2 separate regions of the Mus musculus genome follow, and region 2 is linked to region 1. Evidence: chromatin contacts called from public Hi-C data. All regions are on one chromosome and are shown on one strand. Each heading gives the region's core, a stretch centred on a gene start, on an enhancer-like site or on the middle of the called end of the contact. The rest is flanking DNA. Distances are from core to core; before and after follow the strand shown.

Region 1 (5,539 bases), core at 668-3,167:
AAGCTATATTTATGCCATAAGTTCAAGTGGCGATGAATGTAATCCATTAGTTGAAATGCCCCCAACTTCAATGCTTTTAGTCAAATCTGGGTAGCATTTATTTACCACATAGTAATGAGCACCTGACAATAGGAATACCACTGCCTGCCTTCCTCGTGGTTTGCTTTCTCAGATGATGCATATGAGATGAACAGCCAAGTGTCTTTCCCTCCAGAGGGCTGAGAATAAGAATAGTTGACCTTTTCCTCTCTCTCTCTCTCCCTCTCTCTCTCTCTCTTTTTTTTGAGAGTCATGCACAAACTATTGGAGATTCAAACATATTGGAAAATTCCCCAAATTCCAGACAACATGCACTTTTTAAAATATCAATGCTGTTGCATTAGAATCCTCGGATCAAGGATGTTTAACTAATAGGCCTTTTCTTTTGTTTGAAGACATTTCATTTTTATTTTGTCGTTAGAAGACCTCAAGGAGAAGTTAAGAATCCGGTTTGTGTAAAAGCCTAATTAACTATTGAGCGGTGTGATGTTCCCTAATAATCGAATCAGTTGCATCAAAAAACCATGAGGTGCTTTCAAGTGTTGAAATGAAGGTCCTAAATTGATCACCTGAATTATACGCTCCTTTATCAAAATGTCCAGAAATTTGTGTAGACTGCATTAACATCACACCATCCCAGTGAATGATGGTTTGTTTTAATCTCTTAACCATTAGGAGTCACCTGAAGGGCAGGCAGGCAGAAGTGGTTATGCTGGCTATGAACTGCGGTTAGGGTGGGTACTCAGGGTAGTATGAGAGATCACAGTGGAAGTCAGAGGAAGTGAGCTTAAGCTGCCTTCACAGACAAGGGAACTCATTAAAAATGGGAGACCTAACAGATGTCAGGGAGTTTAGAACACAATCAAGAGGACTGCCTGGAAAGAATTTTTGGTTTTATTTTTCCAAATATGTACTGTAATTCGTGTGTATATATTTATGCAGTGGTGGATTTCATAAAGTCGCTTTCATATGAATATATAGTGTATTGTGACTGCATTCATCCCCGGACCCTCCTTGTTCTCTGAGGAGTTTACAATGTCCTTCTCTATGCTGTAGTCGCAGACCCACTAAGTAGGTGTCTCTCGGGTTGGGGGCTGGCAGGGAATGGATTCTGTATTGCCAGGGAGGGAAAACCACTGCCTGGGCCAACAGTTCTCATGTGCATTCCTCAGACCATGATTCCTTTGGCAGCTTGGGAAATTTAGGTTCAAGGTCCCACCCGGACACACCAGGGTGAAATCCAGGTTGCATGTGATCCTACTGTGTGCTTACTAGGAGAATCATTATTTGAGATAAGTCATATCAGACACTCCCATTCAGGCTGAAAGCCCTTTATGATTCCCTTCTGCATTACAGGAAAAAACTAAAACACATGACGCTCACTCCCCACAAGCATCTCTTCAGAGGAGAGGGAGTCTAACCTTCCACTGTTATCTCCATTAAACTTTGTAGGAGGAATCATAGAGCCAAGAAATAACAGACTTCTGCATTCCAACTGAGACTTGTTTGCAGAGGGGTGATCCTGGAAGTCACTGAGACCACCAGAAGAGACAGATGCACTGAGGTTATTATTAGAGGGGAAAAAGGCTTTCCATACTGGAGAGGGAGAAATCCCTAAAAATAAAAAGAACAGAAAATGACTTAAAGTAAAATTTCATTTTCCTTTTTCCTTTGAGAAAACAGTGGCTTTTTTGGGCCTGTTTCTGATATGCTGATAGAATGGAATGGAGGTCCTCAGTAGTTAGTATTCAGTATGAAAGGAGAACGGCATAAGAACATATTCTAACGTTGCGTTGGTTTTCTCGCAGTACCATCCAGCCCCCAGAACATTCTCTGGCAGCACCCACACTCTCCTGTGCGAGGGAATAAACTTGGCAGGAGACTGGCAGGCACAGGAGCCTCCTCCTGGTGCTGGTGCTGAGGGATATGCTTGTGACTAGCTGGAGTCTGCCGACTCAGGATGGTGTTAGAGGACGTCTTTTGGCTTCAGCCAGATGAACTGGAATGTCACAGTGGTCTGTGTAAGACTGGGAAGAGGGCCAGGAGCCATAGCCAAGCAGAAGAGGAGGCTCACTGGGTTACTCTACACAGGTTTACTGTGTCGCCTTCTGGCCAGTGGGCAGGATGAACAAGGCTGAAACCCGTTGAAGGTGAATTGCTGTTTGTGGGCCAAACACTTTATGGGCATTTTTTAAACCTATCTTCAATCAATCCCCTCATACACACAGACTCTGTACAAATATTGTCCTTATAAGCTAATCATCAAACCAAATAAATTCCTACATGTATGTGATTTATATATATACAACTAAATAAAGATTGTCTACAAAGTCTAAGATAGTTAATTTTGTGAAACAGAACTCTCTCTCTCTCTCTCCTTCTCTCTCTCTCTCCCTCTCCCTCTCTCTCTTTCTCTCTCTCTCTCTCTCTCACTTTCTGCCTACCTTCATTTCAGAAAACAAATACCATATGAGATTATTATTTTAAACACAAATTGCACTTAACAGACAGTGTTCGGGTAAAGCCTCTGGGTTGTAAGTTAGCCACAGATTCTACCCGACTCAAGGCTGTGAAATGCATTTCTGTGAATTATTGTGTGCTGAGATCCACTGCCAATACTTGAGCAGACATCAACAGGCTCAGGGGGAAATGAGATCTCCACACACTCAGTGTACCTCTTATTAAAGCGAGGTGCTCGGTGACCCAGCCTCAGTCTAACCACAGAGCTAGATTCTCTGGGTTTACAAAGATGAGATGCTGAGAAGGAAAATGAGAAGCAGGGAGTCACTCGCAGACACATAACTAGCAATTTGAAGCTGCTGCTGGGATCATTTGGTCTTTACATTTTCTCTTTTTCTAGCCTCTGAGAGTCCTCAGGGACTACTTGTTATTCTTTCCTGTCCAGTGGCCGCTATGTTCAATTATGGCCCTCTGTTCCACTGTAGACTTTTGCTTTCCACGCTAGGAACACATCTTGGTGAGATATATTTACTCCCCCAGGTAAGCTCCATCATTTTCTTTGTTCTTCACTAGATTGTTCTCTAATGATGTCGTTCATTTTGTTGTTGGTAATATTTTCACGCATTCTACTCTGGATCTTATATTCCTCTGTGACACCCCTGCTCACTCCAGAATACTGCCGAGCGCCTCTCTGCCTCTTTTATTTACACAGCACAGAAGCGCTGTGAGTCTTGCCAATGACAGGCTGCTCTGGTTTCTCTGGCACCTGGTACACAGCAGACCCTCAATCAATATCTGTTTAATAGGAATATGAATAATATCTGCCCAAATGAATGAAAATGAATGAGCCTAATAATTTTGGTATAATCTTAGACAAAATTATAAACAAATAGTGTCCACCCCTTTCATTGTAGGCAACTTAATTTTTCTTTAATTGCCTTGAAAAAGAAAGGAAGAGAGAAAGAGAGAGAGAGAGAGAGAGAGGAAGAAAACTGGGTCACATGACATACACTATGTAGATGAAAGATGCTCCCCATTTTGATATCTTATGCTCTAATGCTTGATTGGTTCCTGGATAGGTTGTGCTCAGCATATCATGGAATGACTGGTAACAGAGTCCCTTCTAATTGCAGCTCACAGTCCTTTATTCTACCCTTTCTACCTTGAAAGGCTGGTTATTAAGAATGGTGCCTTTTGAACAAATGCCCATCATCGAGGGTTCTTTAAGAAAGCCCTGAAAAACTGGGGCTTCGGTAAGGAAGATTAGGTCTGAAACCCCACCTCTGCCACTATCTGTCTGGATGAAACTGGCTAAGACTTAAAAGTGTCTCTAAACCTCAGCTCTGTATTAGCTACCGAGGATGATGGTGATGAGGATATTGATGGCAGAGCCTGAATTAAAGCCAAAGTTCCTGGCTCTGAAGCTCAGGCTCACAATAACTTTTATCTTCCCATGACTAGATGAGATAATCAGTACAAAAATGCTTGACATGGAGAAAATATTGTTAAAGCAGCATCAAAAGCATGTATGTAAAACACCACCACCACCACCACCACCACCACCACCACCACCAATAACAAGGAGGGCCCCTTGTCCCTTCTCTAGTCCTTGAAACCTCATGTGTGACATGCTCCTATGTGTGGATTTTACTGTCAATGTTTTTTCCATGATTATTTATGTGATTGTGTCTATGTATATATATGTATGCATATATTCTTTTCCTTCACATTTATGGGGATTGCTTACACCTGAGAAGAACTACTGAGTAGCACGTGCCAGAGGTTGAAGTCCAGTTCAAATGTTGAAGGACGGCCTCACTGAGCCAAGAGCATCACTTGTACCCACGGTGTTCTCAGCAACAGCAAGTTCCTGCAGTGGATTTCCAGGCAAAACCAAGACAGGCACTCTTGGCTGAGACACCAAGAGGTGGTTAAAGCAATATTAGAACACCAAGGTGGTAAACCGCTAGGAAAGCAGAGCCATCACTGTGAGACTCTGGTCAAGCTTACACTGTGTGCGAATAGCCTGCATTGGACCCTTATTTATAGCCCTCCCCCCAAGTATTAAGGGTCTTGAGATTTTACCGTTGAGAACAGCTATGGTGGAACAGCAGTCATGACTATGGGACACAGCAGCAAGATGCTGCGGCCCATTGACTATACAATGAGATGAGATGTATCCTGTAAGATGGAAGAATCTTCAATGGCACCTTTAAGGCTTTTGACAAGCATATGTATTTGATCCTCTGTCAAAGAATGCAAAACAGCTAGAATGTGAAGAAAAAAACGGGTTTGGGGTCTGGTCTTGTTATGTGGGGAGAACTTGGTTTCTCTGATTGTGGAGAGTTCACCTCCTAAAGATGCTGGCATTACTCATGTGCCACTTGCTGGTGTTGCAGGCGGCCCTGGGGTTGGAAGGGCAGCTGGCAGAGGAGTGCCAGCTGATGTACCTACTCCCCAAGCTCCTGCTGGATTAGCAGGCCCTGTCTGAGGAACTGGAGGCTCATCCCAGTGGGTCATGACTCCACAGGGAGGAGGAGGCACGGTAGCAATAGCTGCTGCTCTTGCTACTGCTAACATTGCCAGAGCCCCAACTCAGTACTCACCAGGACTTGGAACTCCACCTTCACTTAAAGGAAGAGCAACCCCACCTCTAGGTATTATGGCTCCTCCACCTGCTATGAGACCACCCATGGACCCACAAATTGGCCTTCCCCTGCTGGATACCAATAGGCACCCCCTCTCCAGGAATGAGATGCTCTCACCAGGAATTAGAGGCCCACCTCCCCCAGGAATGCATCTATCAAGACCCTAAGATACACTTGATAAATATTAGACCTTCTTTGTCCCTGCAATGCATCTTGTGAAACTGTGTAGCCTGTAAGCTTTTTGACCCCTCTTACATCATTAACTATAGATAAGGAATAAATAGAATAATTGGGAACAAACAAACAAACAAACAAACACAAAAACCAATCAACCCCCCAAAACAAAAACAAAAACAAACAACAACAAACAAACAAACAAGAAAAGCAACCAT
Region 2 (5,499 bases), core at 38-2,537, 210 kb before region 1:
ACCAAGAGCAGAGACAGGAGAGGGGGAGGGGCCCCAAAGGTGTGATCCACAGAAGCCACATCATCCCGAGGAAGGAACCTCTCTTTGGAGGTTAAAAATGTCTATTTTTCTCATGACACGGACGGAGGCTGAGAGCTGATGGGAGGAGGAGGAGGAGGAGAAGGCAGCAGATGGAAAGATTGCGGGATGAGGGGGGGCAACGCATTCTGGGGGCCTGCCCGGTGCCAATCCCAGAGAGTCTAGGATGCGGGATGGATGCTGGAACAGAGAGCAGATGGGGAGCTGGCTGGGAGCCTTCCAGCTTTGGGGTGTTGCTACTACCAGAGGCGGCCGCTTTGAAGTCATACCAGCCTGTTGGGACAGGATGTCTGCGGAGCCTGTGGGAGGGAGGGAAGGGAGGAAGTTCCTGGAGGGAGGCAGATGACAGGGAGGAGGGGGGTACCACCTTCTAACAGTTACTAGGCTGTGGAGAGCTTCAGCTGTCCAGAGGGAAGGCACACAGGCTGTGGCTCAGGCATCTCGAGGCTGAGGATGCCGTGGTCTCCTGAAAGGCAAGCTGTGGTATCTAGCTTTGGCCAGGAGGGTACCAGGGTACCGTCACCTTGAGCCTCTGCACATCTCTCTGGAGGGCAGAGGCTTGCCCCCTGATTGAGTGGTAGGCGAGGCCTCAGAGAAGGCTGCCTCCACACTTTCCTAGGCCTTCTGGTGAGCTGGGTCAAAACCAGAAGCAGCAGCTAGCCATCCAAGCTCTCAAAAGGCTATTGCTAGAGGTGGCAGAGAAAAACGTGGTTTTCTCTGTTACCTTTGGGCTCTGGGGAAAGGATTCTTTGAGCCTGCGGGAATGATGGTCACATGCCAGCAGGAGACCACAGGAAAGGACAGGGGAAGGCAGGCTGGATTCTAAAGGCCTCCCCCTCACTGCACCAGGTCCTCTTTGAATCCCCCTTCCCTCTGGTTGCAGGCTTAAAGATGTCTCTGTCTTGTACTTACCACTGACTTCCGAATGCTAACTCGGGGCTTTGGGATGGGTTTCGAGGGCTTGTTCTCAAAGCTTTCTGGGAGTGTGGAGGAATGGCCCCCTTTTCTTGCTTGTAGGGCTAGTTGGTAAGCGACCTCAAATGCCTGTCCCAGCGTCAGGATGATTTCATAGGCTAAATTCTGCAAGAGCAAACAGACAAGACAAGAAGAACATTTACTAGAGGCACACAAAGGGTCAGAGTGAGTGGATAGCTGAGGAGCAGCGTGGACCTTGAACTGCCCCACCGGCAGCGGCAGTGACTCAGGGGAAGTCTGTTAGAACAAAGCACTCTGGACGCTAGTCACTGAGGTAGCATCCTTGGAGCCAGGCTGCCAGACCTCCTCCCCCATTAATTCCTTATAAGCAGAGCCCTCATGCAGCCCACCAGCCCCGGGTGCTCCTCCAGGTGCAGCTCGCTTGTGGGTGGCTTCTTTGCTCATGAGACTTGGATGGGGGGAAGGGGTTTGTAGCAGTGATCCCACACGCTCCATGGGAGGTGTTCTTGAGAACTTTGGGTCTTTTTTACCTCAAACATCTGTGATTCAGTGAATATATACGAAGCACAATCAGAATCTAATTTAGGCCGGGGGTAGAGGCATTAGTCATGCTGGTGTGGCGTCTCACAGTTGCAGCAGCGAGCATGCAAACATTGTTCAAATAGAGCTAATTATCCGTCTATTTCTTGAGGTTTTTTTGCACTCCCCAAGGGTTCACGCTCTATATTTTATCATCAAATCACCAAGAGACGAGAGTTTGTCAGGGCAGGATACCATACCAAACCTCTCCTGGGACGTACGTCCTCTGCACAGAGCAGTTCTCCCAGGGTTGTTCCCGCCTTTCTTCACATACTTATTTTTTGACTTCAGCTTTCTCTCCCACACGCAGCTTCCCCTTCTCTTCTCCCACAGGGACAACATGACATTAGCCCACTGGAAGGTGGGATCGGAGCCACAACATCCTTACGCCAGAAAGCATCATAGAGGTGGGTGCCTACTGGTCTATCCAGAATGACCCTGGGGTTGAACCTGTGGCTTCATGCGTGCTTAGCAAATGCTCTACATTGAGCCACAGTCTCAGCCCGAGGATGCTCTCAGTGCTACTATACAGGCTAAGAACAGCCTACCGTGACCATCCCTACCGTCTCTCTCTATGGTTTCTTTCAAAAATGCAGGTAGCACTCTGCTTCTGCTGAAAGTACACCATGTCTTCCTGTTCTTATTACCCCCCACTCCTTCCCAGCATGCTTTGAGAAATGTTAGGGACTCTGTTGCCCTCAGCACTCAGTGAGGATGGACTACATGAGGTGGACTCTTCCATGGGGAAGAGTCTCACCAAGTCTGGACCAACTGGACTTTATGTCAAAGTCCTATCAAGTGTCCTTGTCTCAGACTCAAGCCGGGCAATGTCTATGATCTTGAGAGCTGGTGGGACAGTCAATCTCTGTGCTCCTCTCAGACACACATTCGATTCTGTCATCCCGTCCCTTGCACAGCCAGGCCATGCACTTCCCTGCAGTGAACACTAAGCCATGTTTATTTCCACAGCTGAGTCAGACGAGTAAATTAACAACTCACCAACAAATGATAGTGGGGGAGCACTGGGAGGCAGCTCTGACCATCACTGTACAAAGAGGGCTGAGCCCTTTCCTCTGCCTACTACTCTCTGCCTACACTGTGCACACGTCATTCATTGGCAGCTTTGCCTCAGGGCAGGAGGGGGGCCGGGGTGGGGTGGGGAGGGTGGGAGGGAGGTGGGGTCAGGACGGGGATGGGGGCGGGGTCTGTAGAAGTCCAACGGGGCTTCTGACTTCCCTGGTGTCTGTTGTGAAGCTAACAGGCAGCCTCTGCACGAAGGAGCAGTGAGCTTAGGGTGCAGATTCCTTCAGCACTAGCCTCAGACAAATTTCCTGCGTGTGAGAGCTTTGTGAGACTACAGGGTCTTCACGTGGAGGTCAGAGCTGCTCCTCTGAGTGGCTGAGGCTTTCAAATGGTTACTATGGGTTACTTTGGGAAACTAAAAGTTTCTGTATGATACGAAGTTAGATGTTTTGTCCTCTTTTGAAATGAGTGACTGGTATTAGAAAAGTCCCCAAGGAAGAAAGGGAGACCAGACCACTCAGCCCCCAACTGGCTTTGAACTTGTGGCAGTCATCCTGCCTCAGCCTTCCCAGAGCTGGGATGACAGGTGTCTTGCTTCTCTCTTCTCTTCTCTCTGTCTTTGCCTCTGTCTCACTCTCCCTTCCTCCCTCTCTCCCTCTTCTTTCCCCTCCCCCTTCTCTGAGACAGGGTTTCTCTGTGTATCCTGCCCCCCCCCCCCCATGTTCTAGACCTAGGTCTGTAGACCAGGCTGACCTCAAACTCACAGAGATCTGCCTGCCTTTGCTTCCCAAGTGCTGGGATTAAAGGTGTGCACACTAGCACATCGTTCTGTTCTTTTTTTTTTTTTTTTTTTTTTTTTTTTTTTTTTAATTTTAAAAACAGAATGCCTTAGAGTGTTTTTCTTTTCTTTTGTGATTTGGGAAGACCTGGATGTTGTTACCTTTCTGTCTTTTCTGTGGCCTTAATGTTTTAAACACGAATGCTGGATGGGAGGAAGGGAGTGGCTCCTGGGCACTGAGACCTGCAGTGAGGGCTGCACTGTTTGTCTCAGGGTACCAGGACCCAGCAGGGAACAGGTGCTGTCACAGAGGACCTGAGGGCATTCCATCAATCTTCCCTCCATCCCTCTCTTCCTTCTTGCTTTCTACCTCCTTCCTCTCTCTCTTCTCTTCTCTCCTCCCTCCCTCTCTTCTCTTCTCTCCTCCCTCCCTCCCTCCCTCCCTCCCTCCCTCCCTCCCTCCCTCCCTCCCTCCCTCCCTCCCTTCCTTCCTTCCTCTCTTCTTTTCCTCCAGGGATGGAACCCAGGGCCCTAAGCAGGCAGATGCTCCTACCGTGGAGCCACACCGTCACCCTGACCGAGCACACATGATCCAGTGTATTTGCTGCAGGATCATTCTGCCTGCCTCTGCTGTTGTGTCACCCCCACTATGCACAATGCAAGGAGAATTGTTCTCCCCAGAGCTGGACACTGTAAGGCCAACATAGAAAACCATATTGTAGCAGGACTTAATTACACATTAAGTATATTCATTATATTAATACACTAATTACCATGAGTAATGTGAGGGCAATTTTACTGTTGTACAGATGGGAGGAGTCCCACAGCCTCTGCCTGGCCCTATTGTAGCACTTGCTTCGGGAGTCAGTACTGTGTGACCACTCTGAGACCACTATGCTTAGAGATGATGCTGAGAGAGCCAGGTGGTGGTGCTGCCTACTAAGGACTGAGGCTGGTCCAGTCCAGTCACCTCACATTTCCCAGGCTAGCCCTTAGATGTAGGCTTTACAGTGCCATCCAGCATGAAGTACATGGAGGAACCTCAAGGCCTAGGCAGACCATAAGCTGAGCATCTACAACTGTCCAAGCTGGCCCAAATAGAGACCCCAGATATGGTGGGCAAAGAGCAGAACCTCAGAATTATGGACTCCACAAACAGCAAAGGAAGGCTGGCTGAACCCTCCCTGGCTCAGGCAGTGTGTGAAGCAGATCCCTCAGTCTCTGAGCTGTGGTGGACAGTGCTTGGTATGGGAGCCCAATCCTGAATTCACCATATCAGGGGCTACCATGAAGTTGAGGTCTGGGGTCCAACTCTGTCAAAGGTCACAGTTATTCCTTTCTATGTCTTGAACCTTGGAAGTCAGCATGGCCAGGCTCATCTTGTGTAATTGCCACCTGTGGGCATAAACTGGAATTCTTTTAGGTTTGTATTAGTTACCTCTGAACCCTAAAAATGCTATGTAGTCATGACCTAGGCTCCTCCTGCATCTTTGTGGCTTAATAGAAGACAGTCTCCTGGGACTAAGGACGTAGCTCAATGATAGAATGCTTAGCCAGCACTTTCAAGGCTTTAGGTTTAACCTCCAGGTTACCGGTCCACCATAAATCTCTAGGGACACATGACAAGTGGCTTTGAATGTTTTCTACATTACACAGTCCAGCGAAGGACAGTAACATGCATGTGCGTTGTGTATTTGGTGTGGCCATGGGGGTAATTATTGGAAGGTGCTTACTCTGACCCTCAGTTTTCTTATCATGCATAGCTATCTATCTTAATGGATCATTCTGAGACTCACTAACAATATTGAGCTCAATGGCAGTAAGATCCAACATGTATTCTTTACTGTGTGCCACGCGGCATGAAAAGTGCGTTATCATTTAGGATAAAGGCAGGGAGTCCCAATTCCGTGGGGGATAAAAATGGGGTGCATATAAAAAAATCACACTTTCACTTTCTTTTTCTCTTTCGTAAGGGCACCCATATGTAGATAAGAAACTTAAGGAGCCATCATATCTCAAGTATGAAGTCTAACAGTACCCAGAAAATGCACATTTTTATTTCTCTTTTGCAAACTGGGGGTGTGGAGGTAACTGGTATCCACTGT

What was found. Hi-C and Micro-C count contacts between places; a contact is called where the count stands out from the background.
Region 2: a Hi-C map of cerebral cortex shows a contact between it and region 1, with 5 times the contacts expected there. The contact joins two enhancer-like sites. A contact is called at or near these places in 2 of 484 Hi-C or Micro-C datasets (B cells and cerebral cortex) and 3 of 115 datasets of contacts at active chromatin or transcription factors (the NIH/3T3 cell line, embryonic basal ganglia and stem cell-derived neural progenitor cells).

Annotation. Positions count from the first base shown.
Region 1 is chr10:90,749,764-90,755,302 of GRCm38.p6, reverse strand. The region is part of intron 17 of Anks1b (ankyrin repeat and sterile alpha motif domain containing 1B); the gene reads right to left. It also overlaps the pseudogene Gm18670. Among named protein-coding and RNA genes, the nearest start is that of Apaf1, 330 kb to the left of the region's middle. Within about 2 kb of position 1,917, at least 21 of the 459 cell types and tissues checked have an H3K27ac peak or open chromatin away from gene starts, as enhancers often do. A contact at or near this core is called in cerebral cortex, where this site is marked.
Region 2 is chr10:90,961,884-90,967,382 of GRCm38.p6, reverse strand. Anks1b (ankyrin repeat and sterile alpha motif domain containing 1B) reads right to left here. Exons shown (of 27, transcript NM_001359241.1): 26 at 991-1,158. Among named protein-coding and RNA genes, the nearest start is that of Apaf1, 120 kb to the left of the region's middle. Within about 2 kb of position 1,287, at least 48 of the 459 cell types and tissues checked have an H3K27ac peak or open chromatin away from gene starts, as enhancers often do. A contact at or near this core is called in cerebral cortex, where this site is marked.